Linked DNA regions of Triticum aestivum: region 1 is linked to region 2. The links are chromatin contacts, called in public Hi-C maps. All regions are on one chromosome and are shown on one strand. The core of a region is the stretch at or near the end of the contact, and the rest is flanking DNA. Distances in the headings are between cores, read along the strand shown. Region 1 has its middle 280 kb from the start of LOC123040428. Region 2 holds the start of LOC123040378 (protein EARLY RESPONSIVE TO DEHYDRATION 15).

Region 1 (5,391 bases), core at 1,415-3,914, 470 kb after region 2:
ATTGTTGCCATCGAGGATAAAAAGATGGGTTTATATCATATTACTTGAGTTTATCCCTCTACATCATGTCATCTTGCCTAATGCGTTACTCTGTTCTTATGAACTTAATACTCTAGATGCATGCTGGATAGCGGCCGATGTGTGGAGTAATAGTAGTAGATGCAGAATCGTTTCGGTCTACTTGTCGCGGACGTGATGCCTATATACATGATCATGCCTAGATATTCTCATAACTATACGCTTTTCTATCAATTGCTCGACAGTAATTTATTCACCCACCGTAGAATTTGCTATGCGTTGCAACACTGGCGCCGCCGCCGTCCGCTGCATCGCAGCTCCGAGAACTGCCGGCGAGAGCTCCATTGGAGCACCGGGAGTCGCTGGCCGCTGCATCACAACTCCGATGAGCCGCCGGTGAGAGCTCCAATGGAGCTCTGGGAGCGGCTGGCGAGAGCTCCATTGGAGCACCGGTGCTGCACTGCGGCTTCGACCCCACCGACGAGGGCTGCAACGGAGCACCGGGAGCGGCCGGCGAGAACTCCATTGGAGCACCGAGCTGCTGCACTGCAGCTTCGACCCCGCCGACGAGCGCTGCAACGGAGCATCGGGAGCTGCCGGCGAGAGCTCCATTGCAGCAGCGCACCCGGCAAGCCCCACGGGGGTCGCATCACCGCTTGTGCTGCACTTAGAGCGTCGGCGAGCTCAGGCACCGAGCGCTGCACTGCAGCTCGACAACCCGCCGGTGAGCGCCGCAACGTAGCACCAGGAGCCGCCGCGCGAGACCTCCATTGTAGCACCACTCCGGCGAGCTCCATGGCGCCGCTTGTGCCACACAACACCTCCGCCGCCGTTGAGAGATCCACGGGGACGCAACTCCCTCCGACGATGAGCGACACCCGCCTCCGGCCTCCCCGTGTTGCACTACAGCACCGGCGAAGAGCGGCGCCAGCCTCCGACCTCCTCCTTCATGCTCCAGCACCAACCTCAGGCCCTTTTCTCGCTTGTGACGACACAAGAAGGGGAAAAAGAAGAAGCGAGTGGGGGAGAACGTGTGGAGCCGAAGAGATAAGGCTCGAGGGTGGTTGCGAGCGGTGTGTTGGGCGGGACACGTGTCGTTCGCTCCAGGCGGTTTGCACGAGAGAAACGTAAGTCGGATTATTTTGAATGTTTTCCATAAATCATTGATATTATCCGTCAAAAAAATCATTGCTATTATTTTCCCGACATAAAATAAAGGAAATCTCTTTAAATTGCCCGACTGATTTCTGGGAACAAATCAGCCGCTCCCCACGATCGCCACGCGTCTCGGTATGGACCCAGGCACCGCTTTCTCTCGTGCCTTATCTCATGCCGCGAATCACACCCACATGTTCTCCCTCCCTGTGTTTGACCACTTCGTACTCTTCTATCCTCCACTCCGGCAACTCCCTTGAAGCCCCTTCCACAGCGCCGCCGCCTAAATCTGCGACGGGGGCCTGCTGAGAACGCCCCTCTCTCTCTCTCATCGGATCCTCCACCACCGCAGCAGGCGGCCATGCCGCCACCACCAACCAGCACCACACTCACCTCCTCTCCCATCTATAAAAATTCGTTGCCACCTCCCAAATCAGAGCCCCTTGCTGCAAATCGGGGCACCCAAGTGAGAAATCTGTCGTGGGGCGCCGCGACTGCAGAGGGAGACGAGGGGATGTGCTGCAAGCCCGCGTCACCCGCTTGCGCGGCGGCACTGCATGGTTTTCTGTTGCCATGAAGGGGCATCGGCCCATGCTGCAGGCCAGCCGTGGACGCTACTACCCGGTGTAACAAGAGACCACGCCGCTGCATTGAGGTCAAATGAAAGTGCTGCAATGGGGGCCGCCGGAGCTAGGATGGAGCATCGCCGAGGCCCTGTGGTGCACTCATGGAGCTGTAATGGAGCATCGCCGGGGCCGTGTGGTGCACTCATGGAGCTGTAATGGAGCATCGCCGGGGCGCCGGGGCTACAATGGAGCATCACTGGCGCAGCCGGAGGTGCAATGGAGCATCGCCGTAGCCGCCGGAGCTGCAACGGAGCATCGCCGGGGCTGCGCGGTGCACCGATGAAGCTGTAATGGAGCATCACCGGGCAGTCGGAGGTGCAATGGAGCATCGCCGGAGCCACCGGAGTTGCAATGGAGCATCGGGGCCGTGCGGTACAGCGATGAAGTCGCAATGGAACGTCATGGGGCGTCGGAGCTGCAATAGAGCGTCACCGAGGCCGCTGATGCTGTGATGGAGCATCACCTGGACTCCGGTGCTACAAATGGCGGGCAGCTCCGAGTCACACCCGGCGCTCTGGCGAACATGGCAGCATGGCATGCAGTGCCGCCAGGGGCAGTCGCCGATGGCTGGTGGGACTGTTGTGAGCACGAAGGATAAGTGGATAACGCAGTACTGCAGAGTCATGGGTTGTGCTGGAGCGTGCGTTCTGTGAGCAACGATCCGACGGTTGGGGTCCTTTGCATCAGACGGCTGGCTAGGTGGATGATTTCTCTAAAATAAAGGGTCATTATTTCCACAACAGAAAAATCAATCGTTGGGTCACGCACGCCACACACACACCCTCGGCAAAGCAAAGCTAGCCGTTGCGCCTTGCGGCTCGCGCGGAGACGAGCCGGTCCAGTGCAGTCCACCACAGGCTCGAGTCAAAGTCCAACTCCGACCTTGCCAGCCCGGTCACCCGAGCCCGACACCTGTCAAACCAACCAGTGTGTGCGAGCCGGCGAAGAGAGCGTTTCTCATCAAAACCCGAGCGCAGGGACCCGCACCAGTCCGGCATTCCCTCCCCATCCCCACATTACCCCGGCGCGCCACCGAGCCCGACCTCGCCGGCGTCCCCGCCGCCTCCGCCGTCGGCCGCCGTCCGCCAGGTGAGCACGCTCCAGCCGTCCCCGGGCCCCCTCCCCCGCTTCGTTTTGCACCGTCGTGTCGTAACGGTTTGCGATTCGGGTTTTAATTTTTCGCCACTTGTGCGCGGCTGGGGTATTTGAAGGCGCGTCGATCGACCGGCGGGACTGACCGCCGCGACGAGATGTTCCACGCCGCGCGGCCGCCGAAGCCGACGGCAGTGTCCGCGGAGCGCTGCTTTCCACAGCTCTGCGGTGGATGCATGGCCGCGCTTCCTTGACCTTCGCCGCATCCACTTCCTCCTCCTTATCCTCTCGCCGCGGGCGGGGGCGACGTGCGGGTGCGCAGCGAGGTGGAGGTGGCCCGTGGGCGACGCCAAGGGGGCGGTGACGGAGCGGAGCACGAGGAGGTGGCGGTGACGGTTGGGGTTGCGGTTGCGGCGGGAGGGGATGACGTCACGGTATCCGGCGATTTTGTCGGGGACAGTGCGGCGGGGGTTTCTGGCCTGGTGGCTCTGGAGGAGAGGGGATGTGGAGGCGGCGAACTACAGAGGAAGAGGGGTTTGGAGTTCCCCACGCATCCGCCGCCCAAGCGGAGGGCCGTGTCCGCCGTGCGACACTTTCCACCTGGCTGCGGGAGGGACGCGCCGCCTCTGATCGTGGGCGGCGACGACGACGGTTTGCCGGTTGTAACTGCACCTTCCAGTGGTGCTCGTCCCGCGGGCAGCAGTGCCAGAGAGGAGTGTGGCTTGCCGCTGCAAATTGCGCCTGGCAATGCTGGTGTGCGTGTGCTGGAGAAGGTGACTGCTTCTGATGGTGGCGCTCCAGTGTCAGATGGGGATCATCGGGGTCCAGAGGCTGCGGCGGTGAAATCTTCGGATGGCACAGAAAGAGGTGCTGATTTGGTGGTGAAAGACAGGGGAAGGACACGGCCAATCTCGCGATTGCTAGCCAAGCGGAGGGTGATATCTGCCAACCGCCGCTTCCCTCCAGGCTGCGGGAGGGACGCGGTGGTTTCACTTGCAAGCAGAGGAGGTGGTGAGTCTAGTTTGCACTTCGAAGCCCTGCCTCCTGCTGGTGATTTGGGTGCATTGGAGGACGGCCGGCGTTCCAATGTGTGTGCCATGGACACTATAGAAGCGGTCAGCGAGAATGCTTTGGATGCAATAGTAGACGTACAGGATCTGGAGGAGGGTGAGATTCCTCCGGAGCCTGATCATGTCCTCCAAGAGTTTCCAGTTACTCACAGCAATATCATGCATGAGCTTACGGCTGATGGACTTGATGAAAAGATCTCAGTGAACATGCTGCAGCGCAAGGGGGAGAGTGTATCATGGGAAGTTGTTGAAGATCTCAAGGTGATGAACAAATGCGAAGGCAGTTCACCCAAGGCTGCTAGTAAACCTTCTGCTGAAGGTCCTCTGAAAGAACATCTTGGGGATACTACAGAAGCGGTCAGCAAGAATGCTTTGGATGTGATAGTAGAGGTACAGGAATTGGAAGAAGGTGAGATTCGTACGGAGCCTGACCATGTCCTCCAAGAGAACCCAGTTACTCACAACAATAGCCTGCATGAGCTTACAGCTGGTACCCTTGAGTGTGTTGTGCCGTCAATGGTAGATGCGGAACCTTCTGTGAGGCATTTTTCTAATGAGAAGATCCCTGTGAACATGCTGGAGCACAAGGGAGAGAGTGTATCATGGGAAGTTGCTGAAGATCTCAAGGTGATGAACAAATGCGAAGGCAATTCACCCAAGGGTGCATGTAAACCTCCTCCTGAAGATCCTCTGAAAGAATATCTTGGGGATAAGAAAGTGTCTGAAAGTTGTAGCATGAAAAGTGCACCTCTTGATGTGGAAGCAGGGGTACATGGCGACGGTATCATGAGACGTATGGTAACATTCACAGCTAGAAAACCTTCTCCTGAACAAGGCAATCCATCCAAGGGTGCTAGTAAACCTTCTCCTGAAGATCCTCTGAAAGAATATCTTGGGGATAAGGAAGTGTCTGAAAGTTATAGCATGAAAAGGGCATCTCTTGATGTGGCAGCAGGGGTACATGGCGACGGTATCATGAGACGTATGGTATCATTCACAGCTAGAAAAACATTTCGGTTACCTGTTGAAGCAAATCATAAGTCCGCGCTGGTTAATCTGGATAGACCGTGTTCTATGGGCAAGGAGAAGGAGTCCGTTGTCACTATGAGCGAATCCTTTGCTCCCAGGAAGAAGTTAAAGATAAAAGGTCCAGCTCAAAGTAAATATCTTCCCATGAATACCATTTCTAGCAAGGAAAAATTGAAGCATGAAGAGGCTTCCCACTTGGAAGATGATGAAGTTTTGAATGCAATAGCTGTTCATGAAGGAAAGTTTGAGATGTACCTCAATGATCCCTCATGGCGTCACATGCAACATGGTGGTCAGACCGCTGATGCTCGGAGCAAAGTCAGGATGATTTGCAGAAGGTTTCAGTTTATATGCAGGACTCTCGTTCAAGCTGTGGAACAAGGTTCGCTGAAGAGCCGTAG
Region 2 (5,613 bases), core at 127-2,626:
TCTCCCCTCTCTCACACACAAATACACTTCATGATAGATAAAAGAAAGCCTCTCCGAAGCACGAGACATATGATTGTTATCTCCACCGTGAGAGGCCCGAACTCGCTAAAATCATTTGTGTCACCCGTCTGCATCTCGATAGATCATGCTCCTTTACCCTACCCCTTACTATTGTTGGAATCGTTCCCACGACAGTGGGAGGATGCAGCAATGAAGCATGACGTTGACCACGTCAGCCAGCTGGAGGTTCTTCTGACTGGACGACCATTTGATCCTCTTGATCAGTGCCTCCACCTCGTCTGGGTTCCCCCAAGCGATGCCCAAAAGAGACCCCATGAATTTTCTTTTCTTGTTGAGCTTTCTTTAGAAGAGTTGAAAAACCCTCAACACAAAAGAGGAATAGATATGATGATAGAGGATCACACTGTCGAAGCCCTCGATGAGAGGAAACTATCCGGCGCATCGCCATTCAGTTTCACCATAACCTTGCTGTCATAACACATCTCATGACCATGGCTGTCCATGCCTGAGAAAATCCAAATTGTGTCATCATATTATGCAAAAAAGACCACTCCACAATCCACATGATCCATCATGTCTAACTTAACCGCACATAACGGCTTCTTTCTTTTTCTCTTCCTTATCGCATGTACACACTCATACGCCACTAGGACGTTATCAGTGATAAGTCTCCCCTTGACAAATGCACTTTGTTCCTTAGAGATAATAATGGATAGAACACTTTTTAATCGGAGAGTGGCGTTTTGGCTCCTAGGTGTAGATACACCTATTATGAAATATGTATAAAAACACATTTTGAAATTTTAAAAAAATTCAAGAAAAATCTCGCGTGTACATCTGGACATCCTATGGTCGCACACAAATTTTTGGTGAAAATGGACGTTTTTTGTGGCATGTGTGAAAAATTAAAAAAAATGCCTCATGAATAGCTATAATCAAGCATCAAAAATTGTCTTTTTTACACAAACCAAAAATGTCCCTTTTCTCCGAAACTTGGTGCACCCACATATAATGTCCGGATTTATACGTGTGATTTTTTCTTAAATTTTTTTAACTTTATAAATTTTGTATTTAGATAATGGGTGCATATACACCTATGAGCCAAAGTGAATTTCCGGCATCGGTTAGCAAGGACCTTGGCCGCGCCCGCAATATTGTATAGGACATTGCACAGACTAATTGGCCTAAACTAAGCGCGCTAATCGGATGACTGTGCACTAGACCGGCCCAAAATTTATGCACTTCCCATGAGCGTGTGTGTGTGGCTGCTCCGTGTGAGTCAATGGCCCGTGGCAAGCATGAGCGATTTCGTCGGCGGTCCACTCTTGTGTTGCGCGTGAGTATTTTTCGTCTGATGTGCCACGACCGGCTGGAAGCTGCGTCCGACCCAGCCAGCGCCAACAAGGAAGCCTCGGTCGCACCTTCCTTCCATCCATCCTCTAGGCCTCGATCGGTCACAGTGCTATAAAAATCCCATCGTTCCCACTCACAAACCAACCCAACACCCGGCGGTCCACTATCCAGATCCAGATTCTCTATCCTGACCCTGCTCCTGCGATCCCCAACCGACCCTGCTCCTGCGATCCCCAACCCCAATCCAAGGTATGCGTGCACCAAGAACCGTCTCTGTCCCGTTTGTAGATCTGCCGAGGACCGCGCTCTAGTTTCTTGATCTGCAACCTTTTTCATCTCTGTTTCGCGACGCCAACTCACGACTGGATCCGGTCGCTGGTCTCTGCGTGGTTTTGATTTTGATCCGACCAGGAACAGACCAAGAGCAACAGGGAGACCATGAGCGCCATGGTCGCGTCGTCGCTTAACCCGGAGGCCCCGCTCTTCATCCCGGCAGCGTTCCAGCAGGTGGAGGACTTCTCACCGCAGTGGTGGGACCTCGTCAAGTCCACCGCCTGGTTTCGCGACCACTGGTACCACCAGCACCAGCAGCTCGACGATATGGTCGACTCCCTCATGGCCTTGGAGGCCGAGGACGCCATCGCCGTCGAGGCTTCGCAGCCGCAGCCGCCAGCGGCACTCAAGATTGGTACGTATCGACCAATTCACTCTCCACGCCTATACATGTACAGTACTGTATATGATATGAGCGCTCAAGTAAAAGATGAAGCAAGACTGCAGTGAGCTCATCACGTATGTGCTTCTGTATGTGCAGACGGGGTGCTCAAGGCGCTGAGCCTGGCGTCCCCAAGCCCAAAGGGTGGCTTCTCGGAGAAGCCTAGGTACACCGAGAAGCCCACCAAGTACGCCGGCAGCCCGAGGAGCGGTGGCGCACCGCGCTTCATCCACCAGCCTCGCTAGGTTGGGATGTCAAGCTTCAAGAATCGAGCAAATCCTGCGCCTGCAGTGATGCATTGCTCTGGCTGCCGCCGCCGTCTCATCTTTCAAGTCTTCTTCTACTAGTAGTAAGTAGTGGTGTCCGTTTGTATATTATATTAAGTACGTAGAAATGAAATGACCTAAGAAAAAGGCAACAAAATGCAACCGATGTTCAGTGTGATTTGCCTTGCAAGTTATGTTCTGCTCAGTGCGTGTGATGGTTCAGCCTCGTTCGCTCCTCGCTCCTTTTTCACCCCACGTACGTCAGAAAAAGGAGCCAGAAAAAAGAGGAGATAAAAAACAACCCCGACCCCACGAACACCCCGTCCCATGATCCAATCTCCCCCGACCCCTCCGCCCTCGTTCAACCTCCCCTCGTACGATAGAGGAAGGAAAAAAGGCGCCTGCTAGGCGTCATCCGGCTTATAACTTGCAGTTATAAGCCGCCTTATCTACCGTCCGATATGATTAATCAAGGCCATCAGTTTGTATCCCCGCATCACAGTACGTCCACAGCCCCGCGACATTAACTGATACAAACCGTTCAATGGAAGACGCTACCAAGATCAGAGCAAGCAGCGCTTGCCGTCGGCCGCATGCAGCACGGTCGGTGTCGTGGTGGAGCTGCAATGGAACAAGATATGATTAATCAAGGCCATCAGTTTGTATCACCGCATCACAGCACGTCCACAGCCCCGCGACATTAACTGATACAAACCGTTCAATGGCAGACGCTACCGAGATCAGAGCAAGCAGCGCTTGCCGTCGGCCGCATGCAGCATGGTCGGTGTCATGGTGGAGCTGCAATGGAACATCGCCGGAGGTCGCCGCTGCTGTAATGGAGCATCACTTGGCTGATGGTGCCGTGGTGGAGCTGCAATGAAACATCACTGGGGGTCGTCGCTGCTACGGTGGAGCGTCGCCGGACCGTCGATCCGTGGTGCTGTGATGAAGCATTGTCGAACCGCCGACGTCGGCGGTGCTTCATTGCAACCTCGCCGGAGCTTCCAACGACCGCCGCGACGCTTCACTGCAACCTCGCCGGAGCTCCAACAATCGTCGTGGCGCTTCATTGCAACCTCGCCGGAGCTTCATTGCAACCTCAGCCGTGCTCCATGGTAGCACCCCGACAGCCACCGGCGAAGCTTCATTGCAGCGTCACCACCACCACGCGGCCGTGCTCCATCGCAGCACCGCTGCCCGCCTGCCCCATCAAAGCTCCACCGCAGCACCAGACTGGTGCCGCCGAAGCTTCACTGCAGCGCAACGCGATGGCGTCGAGGTGCTGCGGCGAATCAGGCGACCGCGATGGCGGATGTTGTGACACAACAGTGCGGCGAGCCGGCGACAGCGATGCTGCGATGCAGACGCGGTGGCGACAGAGCTCTCGAGGCCCGATGTTGTGATGCTCCTCTCCTCAACCTCCCCACTGCAGCATGTGCGGCGAGTGGTGACCCGCCTCCAACACCATCGTCTTCTGCAGCTCCGGTGGCCACACCGTACCGTCGCCCCCCTTTGGAGCAGCGATGCCCCGCGATGGATCTCTCACATGGGTCCTAGGATTTGTGTTGGAGCTTCGCCGAAGGGAGAGAAGGTGAGCAGGAAGGTTGTTGACGCCGGCGGCATGGCTCCGGCGGTGGGTTGGACGGGATTGAGGGGTGAGAGATAGAGGGAGGAGATGGAACAGAGAAGAGATGGGGATGAAGAGAAGCGCTCCAGGGAAGACCAGATCCTTCGGCAAAGAGATAAGATGGAGGACGCGTGGGCATGTGGGCCTGTGAGACACATGGCGTGCTGTGAAGGAGGTTTACGAGAGATAGAAATCATCCGGTTGATTGTAAACGTTTTCCAGAAAAAAAATCTACCGAAAACATCGCGCACCAAACCGACGCAAAAACAGTGAAGAACACACGTCCTCCACCTTCTCCCGGACCCATTCTGCATCTCTTTCCCAATCCCGAACTACCTGGCATCCGTCCTCGCTCGCACCCCCGCATGGAGGGCTCACCCCGCCCCGCCGAAGGCCTCGTGCACGGCGGACACCTTGGCGATCGAGCTTGCGGGGGCGGCGCCTCGGGGACGGCCCGGTCATGCGCGGCAACGGCGCCGGCGGCGGGGGGTAGCGGGCCACGCAGCAATCCATCTGGTAAACCCCCAATCTATTCCTAGCCACAGCCGCAATCCTGGCATCTCCTTTCCGGAATCGCCTCCACGAAGAACTTGCCATTCATGCGCGACGCCTTCATATCCATTGGGTTGTTCCCCACGTTTCCACCTATGCTTGCCTCCTAGCCATCGTCGACCATGAAGCAGCAGCACAACGTGGTCGGCGGATTCCGTCCCCGTGGTCATTGGAGGAGCCGTGCCACCTGTGACCAGCGGTCTGGGACGTAAAGCCGTCTGTGGAGGCATGGAGATACCATGGAGACATACTGGAGACTCCAGGGAACTGGACACGAACGCGGCATGGATTGTATTGTGCCATGTCGGCAGCAGTACGATGAGGGGATTTGATTCCGGCGAATCACGGGGCCACGGTTGCAGGCCCAACGCCCCTGCTTCGCTAAGCCCATCGACTTTGGCACAGCAAGACCCAGCCATGTCGCCCATACCATGGTTGCCTGAATCATTGGTGGGTTCATGCTCCAGGAGCATGTGATCCTGTAGTTTCCTCGCAGCCCATGGTCAAGTGCCCATGAAGGAGATGACCAATATATTGTCACAAAAGTGCCTTGGTTAAGTCAATCTATCATGGTGCCATATTATTTTGTAATTGTCGCTGCTGATTCTACTATTCAAGTGTAATTTTGTAATTACGTGTTTTCTCACTTCGCAATATCTCTGTTATCTGCTCCACTAAAATGTAGGGATTTCATTTACAAAATTTCTGCATATTTCTGAAAATAATGAGAAGTCCATTTCTCTTTGGAGCACAGATGAACATTACATATTTTTGAAATTTCTGGGAGAAATCCTTGCATGAATGCAACAAGTTAGCTCCTAAAATATAACACTAAAGCTTATCAAAATTATAACACTATGCTCATCCATTAATCAAAATATGTATTGAACCATTTCGATGTTGTTTTTGTTGTATCTTGATTTCTTGAAAATATAGATGTAACATACTATTAACAACCAAACAAGTAACTTTCTCTCACGAAAAGACTAATGGACGTAATTTGCCAGGAACACAGTTGTGACATACACCAAAGATGAAAAAAATGATTGATGCGCTTCTTAGGAGAAGAAGTTAGCAAT

The links. A called contact is a pair of places that touch in the nucleus more often than the background predicts.
Region 1: a Hi-C map of leaf shows a contact between it and region 2, with 4 times the contacts expected there. The contact joins the enhancer-like site here to the promoter of LOC123040378 in region 2. A contact is called at or near these places in 2 of 5 Hi-C or Micro-C datasets (both in leaf).

Annotation. Positions count from the first base shown.
Region 1 is chr1A:126,613,562-126,618,952 of IWGSC CS RefSeq v2.1, forward strand. It overlaps the pseudogene LOC123040435. Among protein-coding and RNA genes, the nearest start is that of LOC123040428, 280 kb to the left of the region's middle. Within about 2 kb of position 2,665, at least 2 of the 8 cell types and tissues checked have an H3K27ac peak or open chromatin away from gene starts, as enhancers often do. A contact at or near this core is called in leaf, where this site is marked.
Region 2 is chr1A:126,148,685-126,154,297 of IWGSC CS RefSeq v2.1, forward strand. LOC123040378 (protein EARLY RESPONSIVE TO DEHYDRATION 15) reads left to right here and starts at 1,377. Exons shown (of 3, transcript XM_044463245.1): 1 at 1,377-1,623; 2 at 1,786-2,062; 3 at 2,189-2,533. The coding sequence starts at 1,813. The coding sequence ends at 2,334.